2 separate regions of the Sus scrofa genome follow, and region 1 is linked to region 2. A link is a contact called in public targeted proximity ligation data. All regions are on one chromosome and are shown on one strand. The core of a region is the stretch at or near the end of the contact, and the rest is flanking DNA. Distances in the headings are between cores, read along the strand shown. Region 1 overlaps ARPC1A (actin related protein 2/3 complex subunit 1A). Region 2 overlaps SMURF1 (E3 ubiquitin-protein ligase SMURF1).

Evidence for each region.
Region 1: a targeted proximity ligation map of alveolar macrophages shows a contact between it and region 2. A contact is called at or near these places in 1 of 47 Hi-C or Micro-C datasets (embryonic fibroblasts) and 1 of 2 datasets of targeted methods (alveolar macrophages).

Annotation. Positions count from the first base shown.
Region 1 is chr3:6,309,589-6,315,129 of Sscrofa11.1, forward strand. It overlaps ARPC1A (actin related protein 2/3 complex subunit 1A), which reads left to right. Exons shown (of 9, transcript NM_001134355.1): 4 at 2,258-2,365; 5 at 4,810-5,022. Among named protein-coding and RNA genes, the nearest start is that of ARPC1A, 11 kb to the left of the region's middle.
Region 2 is chr3:6,119,041-6,125,478 of Sscrofa11.1, forward strand. The region is part of intron 1 of SMURF1 (E3 ubiquitin-protein ligase SMURF1); the gene reads right to left. Among named protein-coding and RNA genes, the nearest start is that of SMURF1, 20 kb to the right of the region's middle.

The DNA.
Region 1 (5,541 bases), core at 2,998-5,497, 190 kb after region 2:
TTCAATGTGGACTGTCATTTAGTGCAAAAAATAGCAGAGTATACATTACTCTTCATGTGCCAAAACAGGGAAAGGAAAGGATTATCATGTTACATTTTGTAATTTAGTAAAACCTCAAACTTTGTCTTACCTACACCACAGCTCACAGCAACACCAGATCCTTAACCCACTGAGCGAGGCCAGGGATCGAACCTGCAACCTCATGGTTCCTAGTCAGATTCATTTCCGCTGCACCATGACGGGAACGCCAAGAAACTTTGATCCTTTGAAAGAAGTTTTTGAATTTGCAGCAAGACTGAATTATGAATTGAAGACCTGGGTTTTTCTTTCAAGCATGTGTAAAAATAAGGCTCACAAAATGTTTGTTGCCTGCTAGAAATTGTTCAGAAGGCTCACTGTAACAAATAGAATGAGAAATAGTTTCTTTCCTGGGTAACCTTCAACCTCAGTGACTCACATTTTTATTCATCGAAAAATAATCTCAAACACATGTAAATTGAGCTTTACTGCAGTACAAGGTATTGTCACTGGAACAAGCCGTAAGTTCAGGGGAATGTCTCAGCTTTGGCACAACATTTCATTGGTATGACCCTGAGTACTTTCCAACAACCTCTAAAAGCCTTTAACATAAAATAATTGTGCTATAAAACAAGTCAGAATGTTGTGTATTTTTCAGAAAGGCCCGTAAGAAAAAGATTCTGTACTTAGGTTGTTTCCATTTCTTGGCTATTGTGAACTACAATAAACACGGAAGTACATATAAAAAAGAAGAAAGAGGACTTCCTGTCTTGGCACAGCTGAAATGAATCCGACTGGGAGCCATGAGGTTGCAGGTTTGCTCCCTGGCCTCGTTCAGTGGGTTGGGGATCCAGTGTTGCCAAGAGCTGTGGTGTAGGTCACAGACGCGGCTCGGCTCTGGCATTGCTGTGGTTCTGGCGTAGGCCGGCAGCTACGGCTCTCACTGGACCCCTAGCCTGGGAACCTCCATGTGCTGCGGGTGCGGCCCTAGAAAGACAAAAGGGGGGAACTAAAGAAGACTCTATAGAAAAGAAATTTCACATTTCAGGAAGGACATTTGACTTGAGATCAAGTCTCTCAGCTCCTGGACAATAGAACATGACTGGTTTGTTGTTATTGTTGTTAGTATTTTGTCTTTTTAGGGCCTTACCTATGGCTTATGGAGTCCCCAGGCTAGGGGTCGAATCAGAGCTGCAGCTGCTGGCCTGTGCCACAGCCACAGCAATGTCAGATCCGAGCTGCATATGTGACCTACGATGCAGCTTGTGGCAACGCAGGATCCTTAACCCACTGAGAGAGGCCAGGTCGAAGCCACGTCCTCAAGGATACTGTGTTGGTTCTTAACCTGCTGAACCACAACAGAACTGTCGGAACCTGGTTGGTTTTTAATTGGCAGTTTAGGGGTAGAAATTGAATTAGGCCGGAATAATGACTGATCTTAGACATAAATGTTTTGAGTGGTAGAGTCAGACTCACATCCAGTAAGTTCTGCTAATTTATTGATTTCTCTGAAAAATAAAAAAGAATTCTCAGGAGTTCCCGTTGTGACACAGCGGGAAATGAATCCAGCTAGGCTCCATGAGGATTCGATCCCCGGCCTTGCTCAGTGGGTTAAGGATCCATTGTTGCCATGAGCTGTGGTGTAGGTCATAGTTGTGGCTCAGATCCCAAGTGGCTGTGGCTGTGGCTGTGGCCAGCAGCTGTAGCTCCTGTTTGACCCCTAACCTGGGAACTTCCATATGCCGTGGGTGGGGCACTAAAAAGCAAAAAGAAAAAAAAAAAAGAAAAGAAAGAATTTTCAGCTGCACGGGGGACTTGGGAAATTAAACTATTTTATAACTCAAACTTAACCCAAAATGAAGTAACATGATTTGTCATTGAATATTTGTAATGAGAATACAAGCAATTTCAAACCTCAATTTGTACTTCAAAGGTTAGAATCACACCTAATCAGAAACTCTAGGGGGGACGGTACCAGAGTTAATCCATAAATATACTTACTCTTGAGGATCCCCTGGCAGCCAAAATGTTCAGAACCAGCTGCTCTGATGCGAATGTCCAAGCCTGAAGGACAGGAGAGCAAAGGGGCCTCTGGCCGTCCCGCTTCCTCCCTCCTTTAGAAAGGCACCCTCTCTGGCAGAGGGCCGGCAGCCAGAGAGCTCGAGTAAATGTTTTCGCCTGACACACTTCTGTGGGTCATTGATAAGTGGATGAACTAGTGGCTTTTCTCCTTTCATAGGTGGGTGAGCAAGCACATTAAAAAGCCGATTCGCTCCACGGTCCTCAGCTTGGACTGGCATCCCAACAATGTCTTGCTGGCGGCAGGATCCTGTGACTTCAAATGCAGGTGAGGACAAGGGAGGGCCGGGAGACGGCCGGGAGCTGTCCCCTGTCCATCTTTCCCCAGGGGTCTTGGAGGTTCCTTTTCTTTGTAAGGCCCTGTGCTAGGACTCAGGTGGAAGGAGCCTGTGATCTAGAAAAGAACTAAAGCAAGTGCAGAAAAAGGACTAGCAGGGGCTGCCAGGACGGAGCCAGGGCGTCTGCTCCGGCAGGACAGCCAGGGTCTGGATGCGGTGTGGTGTCCGCGCCCCCCCACCCCCCACCCCCAACCAGAGTTCTTTCTCATTTCATGACCCAGGCCGCAGACTCCAGAGGGGAACGAAGATGAGCACAGCAGAGCTGAGCAGTGCTCTGCTCTTCCTCGCACAGCCCTTTACCAAGAGCTGTAAGGGTCATACAGTGTAACTGCTTTCTAAAGCCGTTCTCTATCACAAAGGCTTCTTTTCCACTTCGGGGGAGAAGAAGCAGGTGGATGTTGCTTTATGTTGCCCCTGAGGTGGGCTGGAAAATGGGAACATCTTTCTTCAGGAAGCTCTGTGCAGAAGTTCCAGACACCCTGGCTGGTGATTTATATTCTAATACCCAAGGGGGTGTTTGGTTTGGCTTTTTTTTTTAAGGGATATTTATGGGATTTTGGTTGTGAGATGGGGGTACAGTAATGTCAAAGTAATTTTTGGAAAAAGGCTGGTTCTTCTATTTGAAGACCAGGGTAACAGTAAAGATGGTTTCATAAGCGCGAGTTTCGTTGCTTGTGATGTGTTACCCAGAGTCGGTCTAGCTCCCCGAGAAGATGGAACTAAGTGGTACTTCACCACGTCACCTGGATTGGCAGGCTGTGTCTAAAAATTTCTTGTACGAATAGCATAGAATTCCAGAATAAACTTGGCTTTGACGGGGTCCTGTGGGTTAGGGTCTCTTCTGTTTGAACTCGCCGGTTGGCACCTGAGAACCACCCGCTCTGTCCCAGCTTCTGATGAGTAAGCAGTGGCCATCGTGATGCGCATTTGAAACGCAGTGATTCTGGGGTCGCATCGTCTAACTTACACGTGACTCACAGTGTCCTTCACCCCACCACTGCCCTGCTCTTCAAGAGCTGCTGCCACCATTGTCATTGTAAGGGGAAAATATTCCAGATTGTTTGCAGAGTCTTGAAGGTTCACAAGTTTTTGAAGAGACACTGTGTAAAGAAATAGCCTTGGAGGGCCAAAGGGACTGAAAGGACCCATTTCCAGCTGTTCTGTATCCCTTCTGCTTCCCAGCTCTGGGTCAGTATCTGCACACACAGCTTTATGGAATTAGAGAAGGAGCCCTATGACCCCAGGCTGTAAAGGACCCACCTTCATTCCAGGCTAGACCTGCCACCAAGGCTGGACAGTGGGCCGGGGTGACACTAGGGAGCGCCTGCTCACTCTTTGCACTGGCCTCCCTTGGCTTCTTCTTTGGCTCTTCCTTCCCTCTTCCCTTCCTCTCTCTTTCTTTCTTTTTTTGATTTTTAGGGCGACACCCACAGCGTATGGAAGTTCCCAGGCTAGTTCCCAGGGGTCGAATCTGAGCTGCAGCTGCTGGCCTACACCACAGCTCACAGCAACACCAGATTTTTAACCCACTGAATGAGGCCAGGGATCGAACCCGCATCCTCATGGATACTAGTCAAGTTCTTTACCGCTGAGCCACAGGGGAACTCTTATCCCTTTCTTTCTTGAAATGAGTTAATAGCATCGGTTATTGCAGGGTGGCAAATGGTTCCTCTCCCACCTTTTTTTTTTTTTCGACAGCACCCACAGCGTACAGAAATTCCAGAGCCAGGGATTGAGTCTGAGCCACAGCTGTGGCAACATCAGCTCCTTAACCCACTGCACCACTCCCCTCCTACCATTTGACTCATGGGCTTCCTGGCCTACTGTGTTGAGAATGATGGTGAAATAGATGGGAAAGTACGCTGTGCTCATTCAGCAGAGTCTGCCGTGGGCGGGGGACGGGCAGGACAGCAAGGCATACCGTCCCCTGTCCCCTGCCTGCAGAATGCACTGTAGGAGGGAAGGCTTTTGTGTTCGTGGCTTCTAGAGCAGGGCCTGCTCATCACAGGCACTTGTGAATATCTATGGATGGAGTGTGTAATTTGCCAAACTCACAGGCAGCCCTTAGAACCCTTCTGTGTCTTAAGGGGTTTGTGCATCCAAACTTGTCATCAGGTTTTGCTTATGAGTCTTTGCATTTGGGGGATACCTTGCAGTAGCTTCCTATGGCCTCGTTCCTTTTTTTTTTTTTTTCTGGCCACAGCGTACAGTAGTTTGACATGGGATCAGTTCCCAGACCAGGGACCCAACCCAAATCACAGGGGTGAAAGCACTGAATCCCAATCATTAGACCACCAGGGAACTCCCTGGCCTATTTCTATAGAAAATAAATTTTCATTTGCTTTTTCCTTTTCTCCCCACCCTTAAATCATAGAGTGTTTTCTGCCTACATTAAAGAAGTGGATGAAAAGCCAGCCAGTACACCCTGGGGCAGCAAGATGCCTTTTGGTCAGCTGATGTCAGAGTTTGGTGGCAGTGGCACTGGTGGCTGGGTGCACGGGGTCAGCTTCTCTGCCAGCGGGAGCCGCCTGGCCTGGGTCAGCCACGACAGCACCGTGTCTGTTGCCGATGCCTCAAAGAGTGTGCAGTGAGTCTTTGCCTTTGTGTGGAGTTGGGTGGTGGGTTGGGGTCTCCACCAGTGGGCCTGGGGTTGCCCTTCCCCGAGTAAAAGCACAGGGCACAAGTGTAAAACCCCAAACCAGAGCTGCACGGCAGCCTCGAAAGTTACGGACGCATATTTTGATCGTCTCTTTGGGGAAGTTTTAAAGACTTCGGTCTCACTGGCAGAAACACTTTTGTGTGTGGTTTTGGCCACGCCCACAGCATGTGGACGTTCCGGACCAGGGATCGAACCCTAGCCACAGCAGTGACAACGCCGGATTCTTAACCGGCTGGGCCCCCAGGAACTCCAGAAACACTTCTTAAGGGAAGTACTGAGAGGAATTCCTTCTGGCTGGCTCCTGACCAGAGTTCCTTCAGATGCCAGTTTCGTCTCCCTGTGAATGCCGACAACACGTAAATGTCATCCACCAGCCTTAGGTCAGATAGGAGATGGGTTCTGACTCTGCGCACAGTGACTCCATTCATCTGGAGCATTATTCAGTGA
Region 2 (6,438 bases), core at 1,976-4,475:
AACGGAAAACAGCACATGTTGGCTAAGATGTGGACAAACTGGAACCCTCCAACAGCGCTGGTGGGATGGTAAAATTACGCAGCTCCTGTGGAACAGTTTAGCATGTTCCTTAAAATTTAAACACAGAATTCCACATGACCCAGCATTTCTATTCCTAGGTATATACTCAAGAGCACTGCTGTGGTCACACAACAGCAGCATTATTCACAATAGCCAAACAATGGGAACAACCCAAACATTCCTCAACTAATGAATGGATAAGTAAAATGGACCTTATTCATACAATGAAATATTAGTCTGCCAGAAAAAGGAGTGGAGTATTGGTGCCTAAGCATGAATAAACCTTAAAAATATTATGCCAAGGGAGAGCCAGACACGAAAGGCTGCATATTGTACGATTCCACGAAATGACCTTAATAATAAGCAAAGTCATAGACAAAGAGCAGATTAGCCGCTGGCAGGGCGAGAGGGAGGGGAATGGAGCGTGACTGCTTAATGGGTATTGGGTTTCTTTTCGGGGTGATGAAAACATTCTGGGCTTAGCGGTAATGGTTGTACAGTACTGGTCATGTACTAAAAGCCACTGATTCATACACAGTAAATTTTACTTCAATTAAAAAAAAAAAAAAGAATGAAGCAGCTCCATATATACGGATACGGGAAGCTCTCCAAGAGGCATTATTTAGTGAAAAAAACAACACAATACGGTCTCCCTTAAAAAGGGGGGCTGTGGGTAGGGGCAGGGCCGAGGAAGGACGTACACATAAGCATTTAAATCTAATGAATCTTTGTAAAAATTCACAAGAAATCATTACTGATGAACTGTCTCTGGGGAGGAGAACTTGAGCACAAGGGAAGGTGTGAAGAAGCTTCCTTTTCAAAATCAGCTATCCTGTTTTTTTTTTTTTTTTTTTTTTTTTTTTTTTTTTTTGCTTTTTAGGGCTGCACCCATGGCATATGTTAAGTTCCTATAGGCTAGGGGTCAAATAGGAGCTCAGCTGCCGGCCTATACCACAGTCGCAGCAACGCAGGATCCAAGCCACGTCTGCAACTTACACCACAGCTCATGGCAACACCAGATCCTTAACCCACTGAGTGAGGCTAGGGATCGAACTTGCATCCTCATGGACACTAGTCAGGTTCATTACCACTGAGCCACGGCAGGAACTCCAAATTTTTTAGCAACTAAGTATGTTTAAATTAAGGCATGTACAGTGCTTATGTAGAGCTAATGCTATTGCATACTTAATAAACTCACGGATGCCGGTTGGGTTCATGAACCACTGAGCCATGACGGGAACTGCCGATCTTATACAATTTAAAAGTGCATCGTGTACACATTACCTCCCCCCAAAAGAACCCCAAATTAACTTTCAAAACAAATAAATATTTACATAAAGGGGTGGTTTCATCATGAAAATATGCTCATGGGAAGGTCGCTGATCCACGCTAGGGGGAAAAACACTGGGAATGAGATTCTACATGGGGTTATCTAACCGATATTGGAATAGTTTTCCCAAAGAGTGTCATTCCCCAAACAGAAGATTGCAGAAACTGCGTGATGCTTGCAGGAGAAAATGAAAGGCTGTCTGAGTGTGTGACCACAGGCCACTCCTGCGAGCCATCCTCAAAACCCTGACTCCCTGGGGGCTAGCCCTGGGTTCCTTCCTCCCACTAAAGATCTCTCCAGACTGGGACCTTGGGGCAGGTAAAGGAGTTCTCCGTGTCGACAAGAGCCTTGGGAGTGCGCTGGTGGCACGGCAGGTAAAGGAGCCGGCACTGTCACTGCTGTGGTGCGCGTTCCATCCTTGACCTGGGAACTTCCGTATGCGGTGGGTTCGGCAAAAAAAAAAAAAAAGCCTTGAAACCCCTTTTCCGAAGAAAGACAGAGATTGTATGAAACACTCATGGTTACAGTTATAGTCCAGAGGCCTATTTTCAATTTTCTCTTGACTCTGAAGATTGTCCGACTGTATCACTAGCCCCCAAATTCAACCTACTGCTTTAGTTCACGGCTCATGAGTCTCCAGGTACATTTATCGGTGTCAGACAAAAAGTGCGAGCGCATCCTTCACCACCTACCACCTAGGACAGCTTGCTGGCCCCACACTCCCTTGGACTCATGGCTGTTTCCCACTTCTGTCAGATTGCCACCAAAGCCATCTCTCCCGACCTGTAAGGTCATCACAGAGGCCACTAGTGATTCTGGCTACAACGGCAGAGCCTCTGGGGGCAGCTGGGCGGGCGGGCAAGCCGGTCCTTCCTGCCCTGCTTCTTTATTTCCAGGGCAGAAAAAAATAACAAACCTGGAAGCCCCATGCAGCAGGGGCTTTTGTAATCGGTGACTTCATTTAAGGAAGTCTTCTATGAAACCTCTGAAAAGCACCTAAATTTAGATTGAAGTCTTTCACCATCAATGCCAGCCTCTTCAGCTCGGGAACCCACACGCCCAGCAGCATAGTGCGGTGGGGGCGGGCACAACTTCCCGACATATAAATGCGCCCTCACGGAGAGAAGTGAAGCTGGCACCGTTCAGCCCAAAGACATTTTCTAGAATACCACCACCATCGCAATTCCCCACAAAGGGGCAGCGGCTACAAAAACGTCGAGGCAAAGAAACAGTGCAATAAGGGAGACAGGTCTTCTTCACGGGTAAGACAGCAAGGAACTGCCCCAGGGACTAGGATGCCTGGAACCATATCTGCTGGCATCGAGGTACTGAAATCAACATACTGTCTAAAAAAAGAGTTCTCCAACCCTGAGTCAGACAGGAAGGAAAAGCCCCCTACTTACTTACCAGTACCATGTCCCCAACACCTTACTCTTCCCACATGTGTCAACTTAGACCTTGAACTCTAAGATGATAAGAGTCACAGGGAAGGGAAAAAAAAAAACAAAAAAACCCCACAACTGGTGTGACTTGAGATGAACGACCAGTAGCAGGGAGCTAAGGCTCTTTTCCATGCCTTTTTTTTTTTTTTAACCTTGAAGAGCAAGGCTGAGCCATGTTAAAGTGAATCTTACCCAATGTTCCATTCCCAAAATAAAATTAAAATATTATATTTAATTTTAAAATTAACATGTAACCGCCTCATCCTACTTCATACGCCAAAACTGGTTCTATTTTGCAAGCCCCATCTCCAGACAGATTTCAGCAGATAACTGGGTAAGAGACGGACGGGGAGTGAGACTTCCTCTGTGCCTCCAGACTCGCATCCTCCTCTGCTCCCCACCCCCAATCAGCTGGGAAACATTCCCAGATTCTTCTCAGGCTTGGTTTGGAAGTAAAGCTCAGCCTTGATAAACACTCAACCCAGGAAATGCTTGGGATCGCAGCCCACTTAGAAGGCTCAGTGTGTCCTTTCCCAGGAGGTCTCTCCTCAAGCTCCACTCGACAGGCGGTGTGCGGGTTTCACATTTTCACCGAGACCTCCTGGCACACGGCTGAGATACAATCAGGCTGGAAACTGTACAAATGTACAAATGGTGGAAGGAGGCGCCACACCCAAGGAGAGCTCCTCAGACTTCAGGAAAAAGGGTCCAAGAGAGCTCCCAGCAGAATCGGGGGACAGGGAGGGAACGGAGTCCCCACCATCTGTGCCAATGGGCATGTTTCCTTTATGGTGTCCCCTAAGCAGCGGCGGCGTGACAGGACACGATGACAATACTAGCATGACCCGGTTTTCGTATTTCTGAAATGCTCAAGTCCTGGTCCCTGCACTCCTAAATAAAAGGCGGACTCCGTCACACTGGCAAGGACCACACATCCTTTTTACACAACCATAATTCCACTTCGTTTCTCTCGTGTTTGCTTTCAGCCACCTCTCGTGCTGTGTTTGGGTCTCTAAGGCCCAACAATGATCTGTACTAGCAAACTCTCTTCTCACCTTGGTTCACACATCAAAGACAGACGACGTGCGACCATAGAACGCTCCACCTCAAAGTGACAACTGGCTTCATGACACTGAGTGGAATGTCAAGTTCCTCCACAGAGAGAGGGTGGCGGGGAGACCCCAGGACCAAACCGAATAGAAAAACAACCGGGAGTGAGCCTAACCCCAAACCTTCCATTGTGAGCTTTTGGAAGTCACCAAAATTTTACTTTTTTTAATGGAATCATAGTAACAGAGTAATTTCAGTAATATATGTGTGATAAATAATAATTAGGCACCATTTATTCTGCTGTTTAGGAAATAATCAATAGGGGTGTAGGCCTCATAGAAAACAGCTAATCAAAAATAAGCCGTAGGTTGGTAAGAGGTGGTGGAAATTCGGGGAGAATGAATCCCCCCTTTCCTTTTTATACCGTTAGGTATCTGTGCCACAATAACGCTGGCACCACTTCCCCTCCAACATAACAACCCTTGACGTGACTGCTTCCTGGGAAGGCTGACTGAATGTGAGAACTCCTTGCAGAATGATGTTTAACAAAGACTTTAACTTGGAGACAAAAAGGCAAAGAACTGGATTCAGATACACTATCGACATATAACGTAAGTTGCAAAGCCACAAAGCAACCACACCTGAGTCCACCTGCAGGACCCTCGGTGAAGGCTTAGGCAAGGGAGCCCGACCAGAGGCTGGGCTCCTGGCTGCTCCACTTCTTCCCTGCAGCCACTTCAGGACGTGGGTCCTGTCTGAGGTTTACAGATGAAAGGCACGACTTGCCCAAGGCCACTGGTATGTGGCAGAACTGGGTCGGCTGACTCCACTGCCTCCAAAATGGGTCAGGAAGAGCACCTACCTGCTAAGCGTTCTGAGAAGAGGAAACAGAACACATGAAAACTGCTTAGCACAAGGCCTGGCAAGGAATAAAAACATCCGGAATGGACAGATATCTTGGTTATTCGTGCCGAAGCTCCTGAGCAGCAAAGCTGGAACTGAAACCCAGGTCAGCTGGGCTCTGAAACCCGTACCCTGCGCACAGGGCTCTCCTTAGCCCTGCGGCACGCAGTCTGCTCACCTGACCTAGTTTCTATAAAAAATGGCCAAAGGACAGAAGAGGCTCTCTGAACAATGACGTCCTAACACACAAGCTTTAAAGCCAGCACTTGGCAGACTCTCATTCTAGAATATCTTTGGGGAGATTCCAAACGTTGAGCGTGAAAGTTGCACAGCCCCCACAGAAGTGATCCGGGCAGAGCTACGGGGAGGGAACCCAGACAGGACCGTCCACGGGGAGCGGTCCCTCCTGGATGCTTTACCTTCCGCCTCCTCTGCCTGCAAAAAAAGATTTTACAGGGCACCTGACTGTCCATGGAAGGAGGCCTAGTGTCCAAAAAACAAACACATCAGCAAACATTTTAAAAACCCCTACACAACCACTGACCTACCGTCAAGACTGGAGCAGCCACAGCCTAGGAAGAGTCCCTTACACAGGCTCCAACTCGAACTTGTAAGACAGCTTGAAGTAAGCATGATGCAATAAACCAGCAAGACACCCAAGTGAGTATCCTGGGGGGAAGGACTGACTCAGCATCCCCTGAATGTCCACCGCATTTGATCAGGACACCCCACGTCATTCAGTGGTTACAACACTGCCCTTGCTTCTAAGGTACCTCCAACTCCTCCAGCTGGAAAGCTGTCTCCATGGCTAAGCGGGGAATCTGACGGCAACAACAGAGACTGGGTGAACCGGGGCATGGCGGGGTTCGCCGTATGACAAAGAGTTCAGGGTGCTCCCTCGCCAAGCTGGCGGTTCTTACAGCTTCAGTCCCAGGGTGGGACGGGACGAATCATTGCTTCTCACAGTGCTCAAGCCAGAGCCCATCGCCCGGTCCCACCTAACTGCTAGGCAGCTGGGCTAGGAGGAAGGGCACAAGGACGGTCACCGAGCAGGGCTGTTTCTGCCAGAGGCGGCTCTGGAGATCCAAAGGCAGCACATCCCTGACGATGCGAAAGAAGGGCAGTGCACGACCGTGCACACCGTACGCCACCCCTGTGTTAACAAGAAAGCGAGGGCGAGGAACGTGATCCCGTGTCTTAACAGTCACCTCTGGGGGGGTGACTGGGTGGGGGCAGGGAGGGTGAAAGGCATCTTGAATGGATACCCTTTTATACCACATGCGGGCATTATCTATTTTAAAACTTGGACTAAAATAACTTTTAGGCCGTGATTTATACACGTCACATCAACGGGTTGTTTGGGTGTTTTTGGGGTTTTTTTTTTTTTTTTTTTTTTTATGAATCAAGTCCAATCTATTCTAATATAAGAAACACCAAATCCTTGACTTGCACTGCCTGAAACTAAACACCTGGAGTAACACTGACATAATCACATCCTTTGCAGAGCCTTGCTGAGATCTTGGACTGACGTCTCTCTGTTCTAAATATAAGCGTCACTACTATGCAGGGATGAGACAAGTACTGCGGTCCATCAAATGTCTGCTTCTGCAAATAATTTTCCTCATTTCAATTTGGGTACCATTTTCTAAAGTA